Regions from separate parts of the Zea mays genome. Here all the other regions are linked to region 3. A link is a contact called in public Hi-C data. All regions are on one chromosome and are shown on one strand. The core of a region is the stretch at or near the end of the contact, and the rest is flanking DNA. Distances in the headings are between cores, read along the strand shown.

Region 1 (5,009 bases), core at 1,026-3,525, 100 kb before region 3:
AGTATCAACCAAGTAGTAGGCCTTATTTGAGGAGGGTCCCAAGCCTCAGGATCCCACAGTACAATAGTACATATAGTAAAGCCAGTAGGATCCCTCCAAGCAGCCACATATAGAGTTCATCAGATGAATTTTGCATGAGAAGATTGTGCAAATGCATCCAGAATTCTATGCTTGTTTGTGTCACTCGTGATATTTCATAAGGGATACCAAACTTACTAAAACACTAAAAGAGAATGTCCTTAAGGGGCTCAAGAGCAAAGTGATACATGATCCATGTGGAGAAGAAAACAGTAAGTCAGCAACAGCCAAATCATGTTACAAATACAATGGCATGATGGCTTCTGCAGCTATTTGACTTATTTTTTTATAATCAAATGTCTCCACTACAACTAATTATATTCAAATGCAATTCAGCTGTGAATCCATGTTTCAGAAGTCAAACTGAATAAATGAGGCAATAGCAATACAGCCACATCTAGGGTAGAGTACTTTTACAGCATCATGAGCATGTCCTCCATTGACCATTGACAAAGCATGGAGAATGCAAAGTCCAAGCATGAAAGGAGTGATGATACAAAACTACAATACTTTTAGAGAGGTGATAAAACTACAGTACTTACAACTTAATAAAAAGTATGATGTGATTAGATGCACACAACAGCCGCAGGTTGTCACTCCTCAAAGATGCCCAGCCTGCAATATTCAATAGTCCGTCTTACTGGGCACAAGCTGATATGTTCTGGCCAGTTTCCCTTCATCGGAGTTCATCTGTCTCCAGGACCAAGCTGTGCCGTTATTCCTCAACTCGGTCCTCAACCTCACCATCAGCGTGACCAAAGCCACAAACAACCCAACAAAGATGAAACCACAGAGCAGGGAGCGGGCAAATTCTCCAATCCCCTTACTCACCACATATTCCATGTGTAGATCAATTGGGAAGTCTCCATCCATACCTCCACTGGTCTTGTTCATCCTCATTATCTCCAGTGCATTAAGGATACCACTTACTTCATCAGATCGACTCTTCTTTAAGCCACCAATCGCCAATTTCAGTATCCCCTCATCCTTCACATCGACGATAAAGTCAATGTAATAAGGATAGGCCAAGAATCCAGTTGCACTGGAGAGATCGAAATCCTTGACTGCAAGATCACCATTGACGTAGATATTGAAGTAGAGCTCATACAGAGCCTTGCTAGCAATGTCACAGAAGTGCATACGCACAAGGTACCGGCTGCTAGCAGGCACAGGGAAACCCCAAGTCACATTCACCCCTGGCCTCACGGATCTTGCAGAGTTGTAGACATTGTCAGGAGCCACTTCTCTTGTCATCTGCTTGCTACCCTTGGGATAAGCAATCCGGCCACTGGACGACCACACCATGTAGTTGGAGGAGTCGGTGTCGATGAGGAATTTCTCATCGTTAACCCATGTCCGCCACAGTGTGTCGTTGAATGGCGTGACCTTGCGCCCCGCGACGTTGATCCTGTAGAGAGTCTCAAACACCTGAGACGACAGCTCGTGTATCTGAGCGGCGCCGCCGGACGTGACTAGGGTGCCGATGTCGCCAACGAGCTCTTCGGGCGCAGAGACGAGCTCGATGGCGTTGACGAAGGCAGTGGAGCCGGAGTCGGGGACGAAGGTGAGCACGAGGACGTCGGAGTCCACGGGGAGGATGAACTCCTTGACGACGGGGGACGAGGCCGTGAAGTTGTGGAGGAGGAGGAGCCCCCCGGCGCCGACGTGGAAGCGGGCCGCGGCGAGGGCGGGGACGAAGGGGTAGAAATGGAGGCGGAGGATGTGGTGCCCGCGGCGGCGGACATCGAGGTCGTAGGACGCGCGGCAGGAGAAGACCCGAGCGGAGGCGAGGAGCGAGGACGGCGGCGGCGGGGAGCCGGGCGGCGCCGCGGAGGAGAGGGACGGGGAGGATGACCGGAGGCGGGTGGATGCGCAGCCAGAGTCCGGCACGAAGCGGCGGCCGTCGGGGAGGACGGCGGGCGCCGCCGCGCCGCACGCAAGGAGGTGGTTGTCCGCCGGGGCGAACCGCGCGGCGGCGGCGGCGGCGCAGAGGGCGCCGATGAGGATGAGAGCGAGGGCGAGGCAGCGCGAGGTTGGTGGGGGAGCCATGGCGGTGGGGGGCGGGGAGGTGGATTTGGGTAGGGATTTGTTGAGCTGTGACTCCTGTGGGAAGCGGGAGCGCCGAAATGGCGTTGGGTTGATAATTTGATTGAAGGACAGCTGGAGATCGTCGGGCAAGGCCGGAGTGGAGGAATCAATTCAGCGCGTTGAGCTGGGGAAGACAAGTCGCTCGGGTGGTGTGGCGGGGCCTACGCGTCGTGGCTGTGGCGGTGCGGTGGCTTCATTTGGCCTGGTCAGTGTTGGACTAGGACGCGTCGGTAAGGCTATTCGCATCGTCCTGCTCCTACCTTGTTTCTCTGACTTAAAAAACTAATTTGATAACTCTATTTTTAAGTAAATTTTATTTTTCTAAAAAAAATAATTTTTTTTCTTAAAAACCTAAAAAATATTATGTCTTATTTTTTCGTCCACGTGATTTAGTCGTTTTGGGTTTGTTTTAAGTTAACCACTATTAACTTTAACCCGTTATAACGAATATTTCATAAGATTTTATAATATAAAAGTAAAGTTACTAGATTCATCATGACTTGAACTACCATAATATATAATTCTTTTAGTTTAAAATAATTTAATCTATATATATTGATAGTTAAAATTAAAATAGTTTGACTTAGAACAAACCTAAAACGACTAAATCTTGTGGATGGAGGGAGTAGTCAACAAATTTTTAACCCTATATCACAATCCTCTGGATCTATATTTATCCTATATCTCTACCATATATCAACTACATCCACCACTGTTGGTCATGTAGAGGAAAAACAAGAGATGGAGTAGGACAGGATGTAATATGTATTTGAGGTGAGAGAAGACTCTCCCTATCATCCAGTACCCTTTTAGGGTTGAGCATTGCACCCCTTCAATTACTGCAAAGGGGATCCAGTACCATTTGAGGTTGCTCACCGCGGACAATCTCAGCGTGGTGTGATGGCGCATTATCTGTTGAGTCATACTCCGCAGGGGCAGAGTCAAAGAGGGGCAAAGCGGGCCATGGCAATCCTCAATTTTGTACAACTTCTTGTACCTAATGATTATTTATGGTTAAGTGTAGACAAATTGAAGTTTTGGATAGGCTAAGGCATTGTTCTAAACCTTTAAAACTAACAACTAGCGACTAAAATTAGCTGAGAGGTTTAGAACAGATAAATTGATTGACCACCTAATTGTTAGCTACTATACTCATCAAATAACCAATAGTTGTTAGCTGCCTTAGCTAAAACCAATTAACAGCTTATTATGTGGCTAATAAATAGCTATCGAAGTTTGGAACAAGGTCTAAACCAACCCTGTCATGAACCTCCTCGTCGGATCGGTTTAGTCCTCTCAGCTCTCATCCTCCTACTCAGTCCAGTCCTCACATCTATCCATCTGGCCATATTCCTCCCGACACCACCCAAACCAGTTTGCTCCTATGCTCCATTTTCGTCGCCACCCCCTCATCGACATGTCACCACTCGACCCCACCCCTCCCTGGCACATCCGCCCTTGCCCCGTTGCCACAACACCGACCCACCCAACAAGTCGAATCTCGCTCGTCGCAATGAAGCGACATGTCCTCAGCAGTCGGCAAGCTTGGTGAACCAACGAGACCTGGCTCTCAGCTGCTGACGTCCCCTGACCCCACCCTTTCCTGGCGCCCCTGCCCACAAAGGAGATCAACATTCGCTAATGTACACATGATTTCAATTCGGTCATCAAAAACTTAGCGATGTGTTTGCTTCATCGTCGTCCAGCACATGTTGGGATGAAGAATCTTCATAAGCTTCTAAAGGGAGAACATGTGTTAGGACTAACCGATGTCGTTTTGAGAAAGACAGACCTTGTGCAGCATGTCAAAAAGGGAAATAGGTGGGAACAAGTCATCCAATCAAGAATGTGATGACGACATCAAGACCATTGGAACTTTTACATATGGATCTCTTCGGGCCCGTTGCTTATCTTAGCATTGGGGGAAGTAAGTATAGTCTTGTTATTGTTGATGACTATTCCCACTTCACTTGGGTATTCTTTTTGCAGGATAAGTCTGAAACCCAAGAAAGCCTCAAGTGCTTTCTAAGACGGGCTTAAAATGAGTTTGAGCTGAAAGTGAAGAAGACTAGAAGCGATAATGGATCTGAGTTCAAGAATCTTCAAGTGGAGGAATATCTTGAGAAGGAAGACATCAAGCATCAGTTCTCAGTTCCCTACACTCCACAGCAAAATGGTGTAGTGGAGAGGAAGAACATGACACTCATTGATATGGCAAGGACGATGCTGGGAGAATACAAGACGTCAGAACGATTTTGGTTGGAAGCCGTAAATACGGCTTGCCATGCCATAAATCGTCTCTATCTTCATCATCTCCTCAAGAAAACGACAATTCACCGGTAACAAACCCAATTTTTCCTATTTTTATGTATTTGGGAGTAAATGCTACACCTTGGTTAAGAAAGGTATACATTCAAAGTTTGCTCCCAAAGTTGTTGAAGGGTCTTTACTTGATTATGATTCAAATATATAGGGTCTTCAACAAATCTTCGGATTTAGTTGAAGTCACTAGTGATGTTGTATTTGGTGAGACTAATGGCTCTCCAAGTGAGCAAGTTGATCTTGATAACATAGATGAAAACGAGGTTCCGATGGCCGCAATGAGAACTATGGCGATAGGTGATGTGCGACCAAAGGAACAATAAGTGCAAGATCAACCTTCTTCCTAAATGATGGTGCAACCCCCAACTCAAGATGATGAACAAGTACCTCAAGACGATGGCATTATCAAGGGGGGAGCACAAGAACAAGAAGGAAGGAAGGAGGAGTACCACATGCACCTCTGACCCAAGACTGCACCAACATTCAAAGGGATCATCCGGTGGATCAAATCCTTGGTGATA
Region 2 (4,686 bases), core at 63-2,562, 110 kb after region 3:
GCACCGGCCTTGCTGTGGCCGTGATGGTGGTGGTGCTGGTGGTGTGCCGCGGCGGGGGGCATGGCGGCCAGGCCACGCATGCCGAGGAACTCCATGTCGTCGGCATGCAGGCCATAGAGCTCCGGCGCCCCGACGTCGTCGTCCATCGCCGTGGCGCCCGCCGCCGCCGCCGCCGAGAAGTAGTCCGCGAAGCCCAGGCTGGGGTCGTGCGCCATCTTGATCGCCCGCGCTTCTTGAGGTTGAAGCGCGCGCGCGCACACACACACACAGCACACGGATCAGCAGAAGCGCGGCGGAGAGGGCGGGGAAGGAAAGAGAGAGAGTGGAAGTGGAAGGAATAGGATCGAACAAGGGGAGAAGGAGAAAGTCACTTTAATTTTGTCGTGCGGAGTGGCTGTCAGGCAGGGCAGCCGCTGGAGCTTCAGTGCTTCGGAGGAGAGGAGCTCGATCGGCCGACCAGATAAATCTTTCCTGACATGGCTACAAGAGGCACGTAGTTAGTGCTCAGCGACCACCGGCCGGCCGGCCAGCAGTGATATGATCCATGCATGGGGATAGCTACTAGCTACTGATACTACCCAGCTATAGCTCATCGTCGACCAGCCCAGACGACACGCATGATCATCGATCAACGAGGAACACAGACACACAGCAAAAGAGAGAGAGAGAGAGAGAGATGTATACACACACATATACCAGAGAAAACATATACAGTCCTGATGAGAAAAGAGAGAGAAAAAGGAGAAAACATAAGCAAGCAAGCAAGCTAATTAAGTCAAATAAGATGCGTTGCAAGTAGCAATCATCGGGGGAGAGCAAGAATAGTAGCACGAGCCGCTAGCAGATAGATAGCTAGGTAGCCATAGGCCCCCCCTCTTTACCTCTGCCAAGCAAGCAAGAATCTCGCTTTGTGTTGGGGGAGGGCAGGGGTGGAAAAGGAGGAAATTGGGATCAAAAGAAAAGGCAGGCACAGCAGTAGCACAGGGGTGATTTGGACGCTCGGGTCTTAAAGAAACCAACCAAACCCAAAGATCTCATCCGCGAGCGGGGAAGGGGAACGGGAAAAGGGTGGGGGCGACGGGCGCCAGCAAAAGCATACATGGCGACATGCCGCGAGCGAGCTGCTGCTGCTGCTGCTGCTGAGCTCGGAGGAGCGAGGGGTGCAGTGCAGTGCAGCGGTGGTTGCCGCGTCAAGCTCTCGCCCCGCGCCCTGCCTCCTCCTCCTCCTCCTACTTGGCTTTGGCTACTTCTCTGCCTCTCCGCGCTGTGCCGCTGCTACTAGCACTAGCACTAGCAGTAGTGGCCCATGCCCAGTCTACTCTGCTGCATCGCGCCTATATATATCCCGTCCAAACATCTGCGTGCTGAACTCAACTCACGAGTGGTGGTAGGCTAGCACCAGTATCCGTATGCATCTGGGAGGGTAATTAATTGCGTCCCCCCAGCTGGCCTGATTAATAATTATAATCTGATCGATACTACCACTCTCCTTTTCGCTTTCGCCAAATTATTATGTCCGTATGTTTCCTTTGTTTCCAAATCACTACCGAAATTTGGCTCTTCGTGAGTGTCAAATAATTTGCTAAGTGTTTTTTTTCGGTGAGCTCTTTACCAAGTGCCAAAGGATAGTTTGGGAAGTCTCTTGGAAATAACGGCAATGTAATTGTCGGTGTTTCGAAACCCGGGGGTCCCTGGACCGACGAGTGAATTGTCGCCGCGTGCCCCAGCCCAGATGGATCGACGCAAGGCGGAACGCGAAGGGGGGAAAGGAAGCGGCCGGAGGGAGGCGGGCGTGAGAGAGTGTGGATCCCGCGGCCTTCGTGTTAGCCCCGCGCCTGAGTCGGGTGCGCTTGCAGTAGGGGGATACAAGCGTCCACGCGGGAGTGGGAGCGAGCGGCCTTGCGCGAGCGCCGTCCCGTCCTTCTCCGCGCGGGCCAACCCTCTGTAAAAGGGCCCTGGTCCTTCCTTTTATAGGCGTAAGGAGAGGATCCAGGTGTACAATGGAGGGTGTAGCAGAGTGCTACGTGTCTAGCGGAGGAGAGCTAGCGCCCTAAGTACATGCCATCGTGGCAGCCGGAGGGGTTTTGGCAACCGGTTCGTGTGGTGTCGTGGCCGTCGGAGGAGTGCTGGAGCCTGGCGAGAGGGCAGCTGTCGGAGCCGTCGAGTCCTTGCTGATGTCCTCTTGCTTCCGTAAGGGGGCCGAGAGCCGCCGTCGTCACAGAGTGTGCGGGACGCCATCATTGCCTATCTGGCGGAGCGAGCCAGATGGGACGCCGGTCTTGTTCCCCGTAGCCTGAGTCAGCTCGGGGTAGGGTAATGATGGCGCCTCCTGTCGACGTGGTCGGTCCGCGCCCTAGGTTGGGCGATGTGGAGGCTCCTCCGAGGTCGAGGTCGAGTCTGTCTTCCGTGGCCGTGGCCGAGTGAGAGCACCTAGAGGGGGGGTGAATAGGTGATCCTGTAAAACTTGAAAACTTAAGCCACAAAACTTGGTTAAGCGTTAGCATAGTATATGCCAAGTGGCTAGAGAGGAATCTCAACAAAACACAATAACCACAAGAAATCAATCACAGAGATGGCACGGTGGTTATCCCGTGGTTCGGCCAAGACCAACGCTTGCCTACTCCACGTTGTGGCGTCCCAACGGACGAGGGTTGCAATCAACCCCTCTCAAGCGGTCCAAAGACCCACTTGAATACCACGGTGTTTTGCTAGCTTTTCTCAATCCCGTTTGCGATGAATCTCCACAACTTGGAGCCTCTCGCCCTTACACTTGAAATTCACAAAGAAGCACGGATCAAGGGAGGGATTAGCAACGCACTCAAGACAAGAAACCACAGGAACACCACGCACACAAGTTGCAACGAGAGCTCACAACACAACTCAATGAGTTCACCACTCAACTAGAGCTCTAATTGCTATCGCAAAGAATCAAAGGCGCGGAATCGATGTCTTGGTGCTTAGGAATGTTGTAGGAATGCTTGGTGTCCTCCTCCATGCGCCTAGGGGTCCCTTTTATAGCCCCAAGGCAGCTAGGAGCCGTTGAGAGCAATCTAGGAAGGCTGATCTTGCCTTCTGTCGACTGGCGCACCGGAAAGTCCGGTGCACACCGAACACTGTCCGGTGCCCGATTTCCTTCCATAAATGGCGCAGTCGACCGTTGGCAGCCTGAGAGCCGTTGGCGCACTGGACATGTCCGGTGCACACCGGACAGACCGGTGCCCCCTTCTAGCCGTTGGCTCGGCCACGTGTCCCGCGCAGATCGCGCAGCCGACCGTTGGCCCTGCCGACCGTTGGCTCACCGGACAGTCCGGTGCACACCGGACAGTCCGGTGAATTATAGCCGTACGTCGACGATGAATTCCCGAGAACGACGAGTTCGCCTGTGAACGGCCCACCGGACAGTCCGGTGCACCATCGGACAGTCCGGTGAATTATAGCCGTACACCGCCGTCGAAGTCCCGAGAGCAGCCACTTTGCTCGAGCCAGCCTGGCGCACCGGACACTGTCCGGTGCACCACCGGACAGTCCGGTGCTCCCAGACTGAGCATACTTTGGCTGCTCGAGCCAAGGCATTTTCAATTGGATTTTTCCTGTTTCCAGCACTTAGACACAATACATTAGTCTCTAAAACAATGTACTAAGTCTGAGAAACATACCTTTATCCTTGATTTGTACTTTGTCCACCATTTTACACTTAGGCACTTGTGTTGGACACTAAACCACCAAAATACTTAGAAATGGCCCAAGGGCACATTTCCCTTTCAATCTCCCCCTTTTTGGTGATTTATGCCAACACAACATAAAGCAAGTAGAACAAGTACAAAATCACTTCAAATAAGAACTCAAATTATTTTGATTCAAATTTGACATATATGGATCACTCTTTGCCACCACTTGGTTTGTTTTTGCAAATCAAATTCAAATTTCTATCTCTAAGTCAAACACACATGTTAAGACATAAAGAGAGTCATTCCAAAAGAAATTGATTGATTTCAAAAACTCCCCCTTTTTCCCATAATCAACATTTCTCCCCACAAGAAGCCAACTTTTGACAAAAGAGACAACAAAAGAGTTTTGACAAACCAAAAGCTTTATTCTACTATTTTCAAAATCTCTCAAGTGGTAGCTGATCCATTTATCGCTTTGGCCTTTATTTTCTCCCCCTTTGGCATCAAGCACCAAAACGGGATCAATCTTGGCCCTTTAACCCCATTGCCTCACCAAAATCTTCAAATAAGAACACATAGGCAATAAGAGTATAAAGATGAACTTGGAAAAGTTACTCTTTTCATCGGAGTGCAGTGGAAGACTTGCATGGTCCAAGTCCACCTTTTCCCTTTCAATCCTCCTTTGAGACTAAAACAACCAAACTCAAGTACATGGTTAGTCTCAAAGGGTCAAGTTGTAGCACAGCTCCCCCTAAATATGTGCATCACTTGCAAAAAGGACTTGTGAGGTCCAGGGAGTGTTTGTACAACTTGAGCACCACAATAAGCAACAAAATGCAGAATGAACATGATCAAAGGCATAAACATATGTATGCTACAATTCAATCCAAGTTCCGCGAATCTAAGACATTTAGCTCACTACGTAGCCTGCAAAAGGTCTTCTCATCTAGAGGCTTGGTAAAGATATCGGCTAGCTGGTTCTCGGTGCTAACATGAAACACTTCGATATCTCCCTTTT
Region 3 (4,628 bases), core at 154-2,653:
AAGATAACCTAAGCGTGGCAGGCGTCACCATGTCCTCCTCGGCGGCACGCACGAAGAAAGGCTAGGAGCATGATCGACTCGCCCCGTACCTGCGTCGATGAGCGTCGGTCGGCTCGCGGCTGCGACCGTGGGCAGGGGCAGTAGGTTAGGAAGAAAGAACAGGACGAAGGCCGGAAAGACGAATGGGACGTCCGACGACTGCGAAAACGATGATGCGCGCAAGATGTGAAACGTCCTCGTGAACGTGCAATAGCCACTATGCGAGTCGGTGTCGGGGCTAGTGTCGGACGAATACGGGGAGGAGGCGTCTGCCCCCTCGCCATCTGCTGAGAATGGGGTGGCGCCGAGGCAGAGGCACGAGGGGAGAGAGAAAGAAAGCATGATGTGAACGAGGTGGTGGTAACTGAAGCGAGAACCATCATTATCATGCGGAGGTATAGATGGCCAAGTGGGTCGTATCTGACGAGCCGGCATGAGGCACAACCCATTTAAAAGTGCATGGGCCAGCCCGACACGAGCGTCGTGCGGTGGTTGGACAGTAGCCTCGGCCTATAATGCTGGCCCGATCCGACACGATTTTTTTATTTTACAAAAAATTATATATACATATGTACAATTTATATTCAATATTATAAACATCTGAGCATAATGTTTTATTGGTTAGACAGCTTCATCCATGTCTCCCACCTTCTTACATCAGGGTGTGGGTTCAAACTCACCTTTTGCACTGTTTTTTAACATTTTACGCTGATTTAACCAAATGGCCTGGCTGGCTAATGGGCCACCGTTTTTTAACATTTTACGCTCATTTAATCAAATGGTCTGATGGGCTAACGGGCTGGCTCGGCATGGTCAGCCCATGCCGGGCCGCCGTTTGGCCATCTATATGTGGAGGTGTTGTTTAGGACGTTACATCAGAGCGTGGGTTCAAACCCGCCTACATTTTACGCTTATTTAACCAAATGGCCCGATGGGTTAACGGGCTGGCTCGGCACGGTCAGCCCATGCCGGGCCGCCGTTTGGCCATCTATACGTGGAGGTGTGGTTTGGGACGTGGATGTTGTTGCGCAGAGGGGAGATAGGTTAATTTTAAATAGATGTGAGAGGTTCTTTGTGAAAAAAATGACGTGGCACTTGGAACAGTTTTTATATGTGAATAAAGTATCGGAAGGAGAAAGAATAGGGATAAGATAGAGAAGTAGCATGCCTCCTGCGCTAGCAGTTCCATCGATGATTCTGGCGTCTTTAAAAATGACATGATATTATAAGAGAAATTAATGTAAAAATAGACTTTGTATTATTATTTTTTTTCTTCTGATCAAAACACACACGCTTATTAGCAGGCCGTCGACGTCCCATAGCGCATACGTAACTTGCGGTCGAGGTAGGCCCAGTCCAATCCAACTTCTTAGCATAGGTCAAAACCTACCTGGGCCCTAAATAAATCCGTGCCGGGCCTGTTGGAACCTGCATCGTGATTAGCCTGGGAGATCTCAGCAGAATCAATGAATCATGTTTGACGACCTTGGAATTGCAAAGTGCCTGAATCTATCATTGCACAGTTTGCAGGTTCGTGCATCCTCACCAAAGCACTCGCTCCCGTTTCATCTTACACGCCTCAATGGAGTTTACATCGACACCTCCGTGAGAACAGTGGCAGCACGTTGCTGGCTATCTGTAGCAGCTTACTCATTACAATCACTATATTCAAACTTTACCCCGTAAAATGTATACTCTTCAATGTAGTACTCCATGAGATCTTAGCACGTTGGGGGTCTGGGATGCGCCACCGGCACGGCGCGAGCGACACCCGATGTCGCTGTACTCGGTCACCATGGTGGTGGCGTTGCGGCTGCGCCGCCGGCGGTCTAGCCACGCCTGCCGCACAGTGGCGGAAGATAAAACAATAATTAGATACGGCTGAAGAAGAAAAAAAAAAGAAAAAAAACATGATGCAACACGCAAGACTCAAATTTGGAACCTATTGATTGCAAGCAGTATGTACTTATCACTACACCAAACATATTTTTTTAGTATGGCTCAAGCCATAGTCCGCCAAAAAAGGAGAAAAACATGATGCAACACGCAAGACTCAAACTTGGAACCCGTTGATTGCAAGCAGTATGCACTTACCACTACATCAAATATGTTTTTTAGGTATGGCTCAAGCCATAGTTCGCCATAATGGGTGCTCTACCACTGCTGTCGCATGTAGTGCACTTGCGGCCTCTGGCACGAGTGCCGGGCCACGGATCACGTGTTGAACGCGTACGCCGTGTAGTTGGCGTGGCGGTACCAGTTGAGCTCTTAAGGAATAAGGAACGTCCTCATTGACGTCTGCATCTCCTGCGGCCACAACACCCCACTGAGCACCACCACCACCGTGAACCCCCACGACACGGACATCGTCCACTCGTGCCCGGCGTCGTAGCACAACGACTGCTGCGTCAAGCCCGCTAGGTCCTAGCACACCGACTGCTGCGCCACACCCGCTGGTCCACCACCACCGCTACCGGTAACTGAATTTGGCTCTTTACCAAGTATTAATTGATTTATAGAGATTTTTTCGGCACTCGGCAAAAAATAACTTTACTTAGTGCCAAACAAAAAACACTCGGCATACAAAAACACTCGGCATACAAAAACACTCGGTAAGGAACTTCTTTGTGGAGTGTTTTCGGCAAAGAAGCTCTTTGCCTAGTGTTTTTTGGCACTAGAAAAAGAAAGTTTTTTTGTCGAGTGTTTTTTCGGTACTAGACAAAGAGCTTCTTTTTTTAGTATAAAAAACACTCAGTAAACAGCTTCTTTGCCAAGTGCTTTTTTGACATTAGGCAATGTCAATTTTCAAATCACATTTTGAAGCTATAAACTAATTCAAAATGAAAAAGTTTTCAACTACAAAGTTATATAAATCATTAGGATGCATAATTATTTTGGTTACTTTCTTCAGATGACAAATCAAAAGTAAATTAACTTATATCTCGCTTATAGTTTATGAAACTACAAGTGAGATGTATAAGATTTGTGAACAATGTTAGAACCACCATGTTAGATGAACAAATGATTAAACAACCAAAATAAACTCTATAAATCTTGTAAAGTTATAAAACATTATAGTTGTCAACTTTTCTATTTAAAGTTAGCTTGTCAACGAAAACTACGTCAGAACTTAAAAATTTTAAAAATAGTTTTTTTTAAATACCTCAGATAGGAAAACCACCAAAACAAAAGTTGTAGGTCTTGAAATATCATGAAAGTTTGTAGTTGACAACGTTTTGGTTTAAAACCATTTGTCATGCAAAACTACGTTTGCATTTTAAAATTCGAAATTTTCAACCAACCTCGCGTGGAAAAACGACCAAAATAAAAGTACTAGGTCCTGAAATGTTATGAAACTTTTTAATTAACAACTTTTTATTTAAAATCATCTTGTCATATAAAAATATGTTTGAAGTTTTCAATTTTGAAATTCAAATTTTGTAAATGACCTCGGATGAAGAAATTGTCAAAATAAAAGTAGTAGATCTCAAAAAGTTATGCAACTTTGTAGTTGACAAACTTTTCATTTGAATCCATTTAGTGCCTCAAATAATCTATTTGCACTTGGTTTGTTATATTATGTGGAGAAGAAAAATATGATATAGACACAATTGAGATAGTGGTGTAGTGCTAGAGAAGATTATAAGTGAGAGAGAGGTTGCGAGTTCGAATCTCATCAGCCATAAAAACATGGATTTGATTCAACAAAGAGAGATGTACCTTTTGTTGTAGGACCATAGCACTCGATAAAGAGGCTTTACCGGTTCCCATGTGTGCTCTATTTGTCGAGTGATATGGTCACTTCACTCGACAAATGCATTGAGTGTAACACTCGGTATAGTGTCCAAAGACCTCCTTTTTATTTGTTTTTGTTATTCCATCCAAACAAACAAAAGATATATATCATTTATATCGCATATACATCATAGAATCATCACATGTATCACTAACACCACATATCTCACAGATAGCACCACATCAACAAGTTTCACAAGCATAAATATCACCAATACAAAGTATCTCACAAACATAAATATCACATGCACTTCCTTCGTTCTTTTTTATTTGTCGCATTTTAGTTCAAAAATGAAGTAGCGAACGACAAATATTCGAGAACAGAGGTAGTATCTCACAAATCAACACCAAGTATTACCAACATGGCAACATCAACAAGTTTCACAAACACAAACATAAGTCTCACAAGTTTCACAATCACCACTAAGAGAAGATCATCAGCGCAGTAGCCAGTTAGACTGGTTCGGCGACGGGTTGGGCGAACCATTTAGGTTGTTTGATGTCGTCGATTGATTCTTGCATGTGTGAGACCAGATGAATATATCATATAGGACTAAAATTTTGATACTCACAGGAGTAGAGAACTAAGCAGGGTCAGCTGCAACATGCGGGAAACAACGGAGGTGGTAAAGCAAAACCCGATGTGGCACCAAGGCTCTACATGTACTGAAACATCTCTGCGATCATCTGTTGGTCGACCAAGCAAGCCATATGCTCAGCCATCATCCTCGCCCCCAACTCCTCATGTTGCCTCCTCTCTTATTCTAGCGGAGTCTGTAATATTTCTACCTAGA

What was found. A called contact is a pair of places that touch in the nucleus more often than the background predicts.
Region 1: a Hi-C map of leaf shows a contact between it and region 3, with 5 times the contacts expected there. The contact joins the promoter of LOC100272871 here to the enhancer-like site in region 3. A contact is called at or near these places in 2 of 25 Hi-C or Micro-C datasets (ear and leaf).
Region 2: a contact with region 3 is called in a Hi-C map of leaf, with 4 times the contacts expected there. The contact joins the promoter of LOC100281788 here to the enhancer-like site in region 3. A contact is called at or near these places in 5 of 25 Hi-C or Micro-C datasets (ear, leaf and tassel).

What each region holds. Positions count from the first base shown.
Region 1 is chr1:5,362,602-5,367,610 of Zm-B73-REFERENCE-NAM-5.0, reverse strand. LOC100272871 reads right to left here and starts at 2,275. Exons shown (of 1, transcript NM_001157626.2): 1 at 397-2,275. The coding sequence starts at 2,127. The coding sequence ends at 703.
Region 2 is chr1:5,152,704-5,157,389 of Zm-B73-REFERENCE-NAM-5.0, reverse strand. LOC100281788 reads right to left here and starts at 1,312. Exons shown (of 6, transcript NM_001368098.1): 1 at 1,100-1,312; 2 at 372-480; 3 at 1-232. The coding sequence starts at 215.
Region 3 is chr1:5,258,381-5,263,008 of Zm-B73-REFERENCE-NAM-5.0, reverse strand. No RefSeq gene overlaps it. Among protein-coding and RNA genes, the nearest start is that of LOC100383535, 21 kb to the left of the region's middle. Within about 2 kb of position 1,403, at least 15 of the 20 cell types and tissues checked have an H3K27ac peak or open chromatin away from gene starts, as enhancers often do. A contact at or near this core is called in ear, leaf and tassel, where this site is marked.